Regions from separate parts of the Mus musculus genome. Here region 2 is linked to region 1. Evidence: chromatin contacts called from public HiChIP or PLAC-seq data. All regions are on one chromosome and are shown on one strand. Each heading gives the region's core, a stretch centred on a gene start, on an enhancer-like site or on the middle of the called end of the contact. The rest is flanking DNA. Distances are from core to core; before and after follow the strand shown. Region 1 holds the start of Gdf3 (growth differentiation factor 3). Region 2 holds the start of Slc2a3 (solute carrier family 2 (facilitated glucose transporter), member 3).

Region 1 (4,525 bases), core at 67-2,566:
ATTTTATAAGAGTGTAACTGTGCCTTAGATTAACACCATTGGTCTGTATTTTTAAAAAGTCAAGTCACGCATGATGGCGCCTGCCTTTAATCCCAGCACCTGGGAAGCAGAGGTAGGGGGTGTCTCTTGAATCCAAGGCCATGCTGGTCTAGAAAGAGACCCCCAGGGCAGGCAGGGCTACACAGAGAAACCCTGTGTTGAAGAAACAAACAAAATGAAATAAAATAATTAATAAAATATAAATAGATAAAATCAAGAGATGTGCTGGCTTTTAATCCTAGCACTCAGTACTTGGAAGCAGAGGCAGGTGGCTCTTGCTCTAAGGTATACATAGCAAGTTCCAGGACAGCCAGGGCTACACAAAGAGACGTGCTTTTGCATCTAACAAAAGTAACACAGAGGGGATAGAAAGAAAGATGGCTGCATGCTTAAGAGGACCGGAGCTCATTTCGCAGCAGCCATGCGGTTGGGCAGCTCACAACCTCCTGTAACTTCTGCTCCAGGGGATCTGACACCTCTGAACTCTTAGGATAGGCATGCACAAAAACATATTAAAAACAGGGAGAGAGTAAGCAGGAGAAAAGAGAAGGGAGGTGGTGGGGAACCGCTGACTTTTAAAACCTACCTTGAATTCGGTCTCACCCAAGGTGTGACATTGTCTAGCTCTCGGAATGCTGACCTATAGTCTAAACCCACTCTCTGTTAACTGTAAATTAAATTCTGCTAAACCGGCACCGCGGTAGTTAGACTAGCGTGGAGAGGTGATAAGAACACGTGCCTTCCTCTGGGCTGATCTTGGAACCAAGACAGAATGTGCAAGATCCAAGGCCAGACTCCGGCCAGCCATGGTGTCCATCTGTATCCTCCTCCCTGCTCCACAGCACCCACTTGAGATTTTTCTCTGATAAACCCTCGGGTTCCTTACCCTGGTCTGGGAGAAGCTGAAGCAGGTTCCCACGAACACCCAGCTCCTTCACGTAGCATAAGTCCTGCGAGGCCCCACTGGCTGCAGCGGCTTCTCGAGCCCGGATGATTTTCCTTAAGACGCGAGGCACAGGTTGGAACCTGTGAGGTGAAGGCGCTTTCTCTAATCCCAGAAACTGCAAAAGGTCAGAGTCTTGAAACTCGGATGTCTGGCCCCAGGGCAGGGTTAACAGAAGGAAGCCAAGCGCCAGAAGCCGTTGATAAGGCTGCATGGTCGTCTGAGCCAGGGTAGAGCAGCCTCTGGGGTGCGCAGCTCAGCGGTCTAGCCTCCTCTGCTCAATTCAGGAGCCTGGGAGCTAATCAAGTGTGAATTGCTCTCTTCTCAGCCCCTCAGAGGCAATTCAATGTGAAAAGACAGATGGTGTGTGTGTGTGTGTGTGTGTGTGTGTTTTCTCCTTCTACTCCCCGCGGGTTGGTCAGCAGTGTACAGCGTGAGTGAAAAGGAAGACACACTCATTCAACACACAGACATTAGTGTGTCTGTGATATGCAAGGCAATAAGATAACTTCTGGGAGCACAGTAGAGAATAATTTATTATATGTGTAATTTTGAGAGGGGGTCTCTTGTGTCCTAGATTGACCTTCAACTTGTTTCTCTTTTAACAAGATATTTGTTTGTTTGTTTGTTTGTTTGTTTGTTTATTATGCCTGTGAGTGGGTTATGCATGCCACAGTACAGGGGCGGAGCTCCCAGGTCAATTTGCAGGAGTTGGTCTCGTCTTCCGAATGGGTCCCAGGAATTGAACTCAGATTATCAGGCTTGGTGGCAAGCACCTTTACCCACTGGGGCACCTTGCTGGCCCAAGTTTGAACTTCTAATCTAGTCTACCTATCGCTCCCAATGAGATTGGATGAGATGCATGGTATGGAACTCTGGGCTGAAAACACGCTAGGCAAGCACTCTGGTCACTCCTAGCCCTGTAATCAATCAATCTCTCAATCTCTCTCTCTCTCTCTCTCTCTCTCTCTCTCTCTCTCGATTGCTTTCTTCCTTCCCTTCCCTTCCCTTCCCTTCCCTTCCCTTCCCTTCCCTTCCCTTCCCTTCCCTTCCCTTCCCTCCTTCCTTCCTTCCTTCCTTCCTTCCTTCCTTCCAGAAATGGTGTCTTGCAGGAACTAATTACAAACCTCTTATCCCTGTACTCAGGAAGCAGAGATAGAAGAATAAAAATATAATACCAACTTCAATCATATAGCAAGTTTGAAGCTAGCTTGAGCTACATTGAGACCTAACTTAGAGTGGGGGTGGGGTTGCTATCTTTCCCAGGGGAGTCAGAATCCTGGGTTTAGGTAGTCCTTCCACACTGTCCAGAAAACTGTGACTGAGCTGTCAGTGTGCTGCCACGCCCAGTTCACTATGATTCTCTTAGTTTGGGATGCAGAGAGGACTCAGTGGTTAAAAGCACTTGCTGCTCTTCCAGAGGAGCCAAATTTGGTTCCTAGAGCCCATATCTGGCAGCTTATAGCTGTCTTCAGGGGATTGAACGCATCTGGCCTCACTCAGCAGGCACCTGCACACATGTGCACATACCCATATGCAGGCACACAACCTATGCAAAATTAAAAACAATAAAAATACATTTTTATAATTTTATACTTCATAGTCTAAGTACAAAAACACTAACTGGCAGTGTAGCTCAGTGGTGGATACTCAAGATCCTGGGTAACACTGTAAAAAAAAAAAAATCCCAACATAAAAAAAAAAAGATGTTTTTAACCAGGCCTAGTGATTACAGTCCAACAATCCCAGCTGCTTAGGAGGCGGACACAGGTTAAGAACCTCAAAGCCTCTGAAGTTCCTGGCTGCCTAGGCTGCAAAATGAGACCCTGTCTCAACCGACCCAACAAAAAAGCCTACATTCCTCTTCTAGATTTCAGTGTCTAACCAAATTCTTCTTGACTAGGATCTCAGTCCTGGGGTGAGCTCTGGTCCCATCCGGTATCACCTGGGCAGCATCAAATTCTTCATTTCCTCTCACTGAATGTTGTCTCAACTAAAGCTAGAACCAACAAATTTGCTTCAGGAACGGGTTGAGGGACCCAGTCGGAAGTCCGCAGGTTGGGACTCACACTGCCCAAAGGAGCTTTGTGTGGAAAAGCACAGAATTGTCGACAGGGTGAAAGGGGGGTGTGGCCCCAGCATAGGCAGGCAAGTCGTGAGTTCAAGGCTATCCTCTGCTACCTAGCAAGTTCCAGGCCATGGAACTCTGTCTCTACACAGCAAAACATACACTTAAGGCTGTTGCTGCTGCTTTGGTTGGTTGGTTGGTTGGGCTTTTTGTTTGTTTGGTTTCAAAACAGGGTTTCTCTGTAACAGCCCTGACTGTCCTAGAACTCACTTTGTAGACCAGGCTGCCCTTGAACTCACAAAGATCTGTCTGCCTTTGCCTCCTGAGTGCTGGGATTAAAAGTTGTACCCCTGGGCTGGTGAGATGGCTCAGTGGGTTAGAGCACCCAACTGCTCTTCCGAAGGTCCAGAGTTCAAATCCCAGCAACCACATGGTGGCTCACAACCATCCGTAACGAGATCTGACTCCCTCTTCTGGAGTGTCTGAAGACAGCTACAATGTACTTACATATAATAAATAAATAAATCTAAAAAAAAAAAAAAAAAAAAAGTTGTACCCCTGGATTGTTGTTATTATTATTATTATTATTATTATTATTATTATTATTTTGTTTTTTGGATAGGATCTTCTTACATTGCTGTGGCTTTAAGAGCTGTTTATTTTATGTATGTAGGTGCTGCCTGCTTATATGTCTGTGCCAAAAGAGGTCTGAGGAAGGCATCGGATCTCCTGGAACTAGAATTATGGATGGTTGTGAACCACCATGCAAGTTCCGGGAACCAAGTGGAGTCTTTTATAAGAACAAGTGCTCTTAACCTTGGGCCATCTTCTCAGTACCTTCCTGGAACTTTAGGTGTGGTCCAGGCTAGCTTCCAACTTCTGGTGATGTTCTTGTCTCTCTCATCCAGGTACTGGGGTTACAGGGTGCACTGCCACCCCAGCGAATTTCTGACTGTTATTCCGCCCCCCCCCCCAAAAAAAAAACTGACTAGAAAGACTCTCAGAGTCCATTGAAAGTCTAACTCATTTAAACTGCCAGACAGTTAATTCCAGGGTTTGCCTGGTGTGTGCAAGGCCCCAGGTCTGACCACTTTTACTGTAAAGATAACTGGCTAGTCTGTCCCCAAGACACTGCTCATGGTTTTTGAAACTGGAATGTGAATATTTTGAACTATTTTATTCTTTATTCTATTATAAGAACCTGGGCTGGAGGGCTGGCTCAGCGGTTAAGAACACTGACTGCTCGTCCAGAGGTCCTGAGTTCAATTCCCAACAACCACATGGTGGCTTATAACCATCTGATACCCTATTCTAGTGTGTCTGAAGAGATCAACAGTGTACTCACATACTATATATAATATGTAATATATACATGTGTGTGTGTGTGTGTGTGTGTGTGTGTGTGTGTGTGTATGAACGTTTCCCTTCAAAGGGGAGAGAGTGCTGCTTTTAACACTTGACTTCTGGTCACGGAG
Region 2 (5,044 bases), core at 1,894-4,393, 130 kb after region 1:
AAGGAACTCCGTTGCTGACCTCACTCTAGCAAAATTAAACCAGCCTGGGAGCTAAAATGGGAACTTCCGAGAGCAAGGTCTCACATCGCAGCTCTCTAGGCAGGTGGACTAGCTTTCCCCAAGGATAACCCAACACGTTCCCACACAGCATTATCCCCCTGACCCGATGTGCTCTGCTGTCTTTCGGGTAACCAGTGCAGGCAGACTCCTGGCCCAGTGTCTGCTCAGTACCTGCCAAAGCGGTTGACAAAGAGTCCAACAGAAAAAGAGCCAATCATGCCACCAACAGAGAAGATGGCCACACATAAGGACCAGAGGGCAGTCAGCAGTCCCTCACTTGGTAGGTCTTCTAACCGCTCTTCCAAAGTGTAGTTAAGAAAGTCCTTTAGGATCTGCACGAAAAAATGCACAGTGTGAGGACAGACCATTAAATCTCGATGAGAGTAGTAGGCAAATCCTAGGGTGGCTTCCTTAGAGGCCAGGATCAGGAGGGAGGAAAGGCACGTGCTTTGAAAAGGGCATCACCCTAAACGTCCAGTAGGTGGCAGCACAGATGTTCAAAGGGGCACCCCACCCAGTCACGACTTCCCACGTTCTTAGGAATCCCTAAAGAATAATATAGGAAAAGGATCACAACTCGGTGAGGGGGCAGAGCCTGAGGAGCAAAGAGCTTGCCTTAGCTTCTTCCACAGTGTGCTAGCCCTCCCCCACCTTAGCCAGGCATCTTAAAGTCCCAGTCCTACTTAAAACTCAGTTTGCAATCCCTTTTCATTTCGGCACACTCACTGTCTCAGGTGCATTGATGACTCCAGTGTTGTAGCCAAACTGGAAAGAGCCGATCGTGGCAACAGTCACGGCGAACACCAGAGATGGGGTCACCTGGAGAGCAAGCAGACAAGGGGAAATGCTTACACACTTTGACCAGTGACATTCTTTCCCTTCCCAAGGATGCCTGCTTGGAGTCCATCTTAAGGCATTTCTCCTGCCTTTGCTTAGAATGCCAGGATTTCAGGCGCATTTGGAGAGAAAGACCTAAAAAGGAATTTAAGTCAATTCTCTTGGCCTCATCTACATAGCTAGTACCAGGCCAGCCAGGCTACACAGTGAGACCCTGTCTCAAAAAACAAAAACAAAAAAAAAAAAAAACCGAAAAGCAAAAACAAGACCATTTCACCAGCCGGACTAGGGTGGTGAACAACTGTAATCCTAGAACCCTAGGATCCTGAGTTCAAAGTCCGCCTGAACTAAATTTCTCAAAAAGAAAAGGCAACCAAAAACGTCACCAGATAGACACAGGTATCTGACTGCCCTAGGGAACGGTGAATGCAGGGTTGTGGAATACTATCGGTGAGTTCATGGCTAGTCCAGGCTTACAGTGAGATCTTGTCTCAAAACATAAAACATAACAGACCCAAACCCCTCAAAGCATAGAGGGCAGAACCAGACTCCATGTGGGTCCACCACGCCTCACAGACTGTAGAGGCCAGAACAGGAGCAGGAAGGAGCAGCCACACCAGCATGGTAGATGGCAGGTGACCCCCTTCTCCCCCCGCACCACCCCCCCCCCGACCCCCAAGCACCGGAACTAACCGTGTGAATTCCTTTTTCTCCTCTCCCACCACCTGTTTCTCTCTCATCTCCTCTTCCTCTCTTTGAGAGGAGGTCCCACGCTCTGTACTCCAAGCTAACCTCAAGTCAGCTCCTCACTTCTCCTGCTTCAGCCTCTCAGGTTTGGAGTCACAGGTGCGAGGTGCTATGCTCAGATTTTTATTTTTCTTATCTCTAGACTACCCAACCCACCAGCAACATCCTGGGCCCTCTTGAGAGTCTTCCTGTTCTCTAAATATGGTACCATTCTCCGCCCAGCTGGCCAGAGCCTCTGCTCATTTTAAACACATTATTAGGAGCCATTTTTAGCAAGGGGGGATCAGGCAGACATCTCCTCACCTTGCTGGGAAATCACTCAAGCAGGCAGGGACATCTCAAAACTGGAGTCTGAGGCCGACCTATTTGGCCTGCTACAACCTCTTCACCTGTCCTTAAGTTCCTCTTAAGGTCACTCCCGGTGGCAGGCTGGGAGCGTCTAGCAGCGAGCTGACCTTCCCGGCAGCCTCCCAGTCTCTCGGTGGTTAAGTGCTGTCCCTTCCAGGCGAAGGCCCTTTCCTTGTTGTAAAACCCTCTTTACAGACATCCCCTCTTTTATCCTGATTTTTTTTTCACGGTCTCTTAATTTACTTAATTTCCAAGTTAATCTTCGTGGAAATGCCCTTTTCCTTACAAATACTGCCTTCCTCCCTCCGCCCACACTAACTCCGATACATCCTGCACTCACAACCATAGTAAGGACAACTGGACTTCCCTCCCCACAGTACCGGGAACCCAAGGACCGATAGCGGGATGCTGAACAGCAAACCCAAGCCAACCCCACGTCCTCTCAAGGTCTAAGCCTTTCCCAAGCCTTCCAGCTGGCTCCGAGACCCCCGCGGCCAAGTCCTACCCTCTTCGCTCTCATCACAGCTACCTCAAACACACCCGAGAGGCAAACAGCTTCTGAGGTGACTTTCACGTGCTAAGAAGGTGTCCGAGAGGATCCTCGTCAGGTAGGAGATGCCTAGAACGCTAACACTAGTATCGAATTGCTTGCTGGAGCTGATAAGAAAAGGCCTCCGTCCGGATGGCTCGGTGACTTAGGAGAAACCGGAGCACGGCGATCCGCACCACGACCTACCTCCGTGAGGACCCCAAACAAGCAAATAAAAACAACCAGCTCTTACCTTCGTTGTCCCCATGGTCCCAACCTAGTTCTCAAGTCTTAAGGTAGATCTAGAGGTATCCAGCCAATGTTCTCGGCAGCAAGTGTTCCTCGGGTCCTACAGAAGCCGCTCTCAGAAGGCTTAAGGACTATCACCGAAAGCATCACAGCCCGAAGCCCAGCCTACCTATTTATAATCTCTGCAAGGGGTGGAGCCTTCAACCTCCCACCCCCCAATCCTTAACCTGTGACCCCAGGAATTCAGTGACCTCTTATCTGATCTTCACCGCTCCACCCCCAGCCCCTGTCCTTTGCAATCAACCACCATCACCCACCCCCTCCTGCTTTTTACCACATCCTCCTCGTGGTTCTTTTTTTTTTCCCCTCAAAGCGCTTCCAAATTCCTTCCCCTTTTCAAGAGCCGACAGCCTTTTTGTTTCACAGAAAAAAATACTAAAACAAAGTTTGGAGGGCGGGCAAATTTGAAGGCAGTCGGGATGGAATCAGTCTAAACGCAGAGTAGAGTCAGTGCTGCTTTTAGTTGAAAGTCATCCAAGGAGCAGGAAGCAGAGAATTGATAATGCGTTTTCATTATAGGCTGGGTGTACTCGCCTTGAAGGAGGGAAAGGCGAGGCAGTCCAAGAAAACGCATCCAGGTGTGAAGGCAGCCTTCTTGACTTGAGGCTCCAAGAAGGATCAAGTGAAGTACACAGCCCCAATTCCTCACCACAGCATACGCCACCCCACCCATTGTGAATTCTGCCTCTCTCAGCTCTGTTTTGAGATTAACAGCATCTAGAAACACAACAAATATCTAATTCAACTTACAGATTTTTGCTGAGTGCATAGCTCTCAAGCGGGAAGAAAAAATTAAGAGCTGGGGTGGAGGTGTCTCGCAGTGGTATAGCACTTGCCGCGGCTCTAGGTTAAACCCCCAGAACAATCAGTCTAGGGTAACTGATTCTCATATAAGAAACGTTTGCTAACATACTATTACCTAGGGATTGTGTGTCTCTCGAAAGACAAACTTGAGACAAGTACTTCACTACCACACTGAAAGAAACCTAAAAAGTTGGGTACGCGAAAGGAGAGCTTACAGAGAGGCCTGCGATGGCCTGCAGGAGGCAGGCACATTTCAGGTGAGCTCCAGAGTGAAGCAGCTGAGCACGTGATAAACGTGTGACACTGAGGCTCTAGGCTCTGACTCCCGGTGCGGGGGAGGGAAGGCGACCCCTCCCCTGAAGAGTGATTTGGTATAGGCTCGAGGAAGGAAAGGCATCTTCAGTCCCTAGCTTTCTGGGCAGAGATCTAGACTGATGGACTGAACTGAAGCAAACCTGGTCCCTTTCTCCTTAAAGGAGGGTCTTTGCCAAATCGGATGCTTGCTGAGAAAACTGAGGTGGAGTGAACCGGACCGCGCAAGAAAATCATCCCCGAGGTTGCACCCCCTTGCTCTCGTCATTTTTCTTTCCTAGAAGCACTGAGTCGGAAGCGCCGTTTAATTACCACAGCAACTGAATCTAGCAGCTAAAGAAATAGTAAAGCCCAAAGGCCAGTGCCTGCCAGTAGAAAGAGAATCCAAGCCACTTGGTGCAACATTCCATTTTCCTGTAGCCACATTAGAAATAATGAAGGTTGTCAAGATGGCTTAGCAGGTAAAGGCACTTGCTGCCAAGTCTGGAGACCTGAGTTTCATCCCCACGACCCACACATGGTGTCAGGAGAAAACCAAGTCCACAAAGTTGTCCTCTTTTTGTTGTTTTGTTTTGTTTTGTTTTGGAAACAGGGTTTCTCTGTGTGGCCCTGGCTATACTCGAACTTGCTTTGTAGACCAGGTTCCCTTCCAGCCTTCCAGGTGCTGTACAACACTTGGTGCACAGACATACACGTAGGCAAAACACCCATAATGCATAAAATATAAAGGTGTTTTTCTTTTTTTCTTTTCCTTTTCTTTTTTTCTTTAAGGCACTCGGGAGGGTGGAAGTGGGCTAGTGATCTGGGAAAGACAGATGCTCCAAAGCCTAAGATTAGCTCTGAAACAGAGAAAATTATGCTTGCAGCAATGTATGTTTTTTAAAGATTACAGCTGGAATTTAGCTGAATTCCCAAGAATCTAAAAAGTGCTAAACAAATTGAGACAAATGCTCTTCAAAGCAGAAGCTCGTCTGATGCTTAAGCCACAAGGCCTCATGCTACTGTGGGCTTAGCAGCAGAGTCCAAGACAGACAGTCCTCATCTCGAGCAACACAGACCAGCTGCTGACTAGCTGTTAGAGATTGCCTGGGGTCCTCA

Evidence for each region. HiChIP or PLAC-seq counts read pairs in DNA pulled down with a chosen protein or histone mark.
Region 2: a contact with region 1 is called in an H3K27ac HiChIP or PLAC-seq map of embryonic stem cells, with 16 read pairs. The contact joins the promoter of Slc2a3 here to the promoter of Gdf3 in region 1. A contact is called at or near these places in 6 of 484 Hi-C or Micro-C datasets (B cells, CD8 T cells, the G1E-ER4 cell line and 3 more), 11 of 115 datasets of contacts at active chromatin or transcription factors (the 230-238 cell line, the SCID.adh cell line, effector CD8 T cells and 5 more) and 3 of 9 other capture datasets (adipose tissue, liver and pancreatic islet).

What each region holds. Positions count from the first base shown.
Region 1 is chr6:122,608,771-122,613,295 of GRCm38.p6, forward strand. Gdf3 (growth differentiation factor 3) reads right to left here and starts at 1,317. Exons shown (of 2, transcript NM_008108.5): 1 at 926-1,317. The coding sequence starts at 1,196.
Region 2 is chr6:122,739,602-122,744,645 of GRCm38.p6, forward strand. It overlaps Slc2a3 (solute carrier family 2 (facilitated glucose transporter), member 3), which reads right to left and starts at 3,144. Exons shown (of 10, transcript NM_011401.4): 1 at 2,775-3,144; 2 at 787-879; 3 at 232-392. The coding sequence starts at 2,789.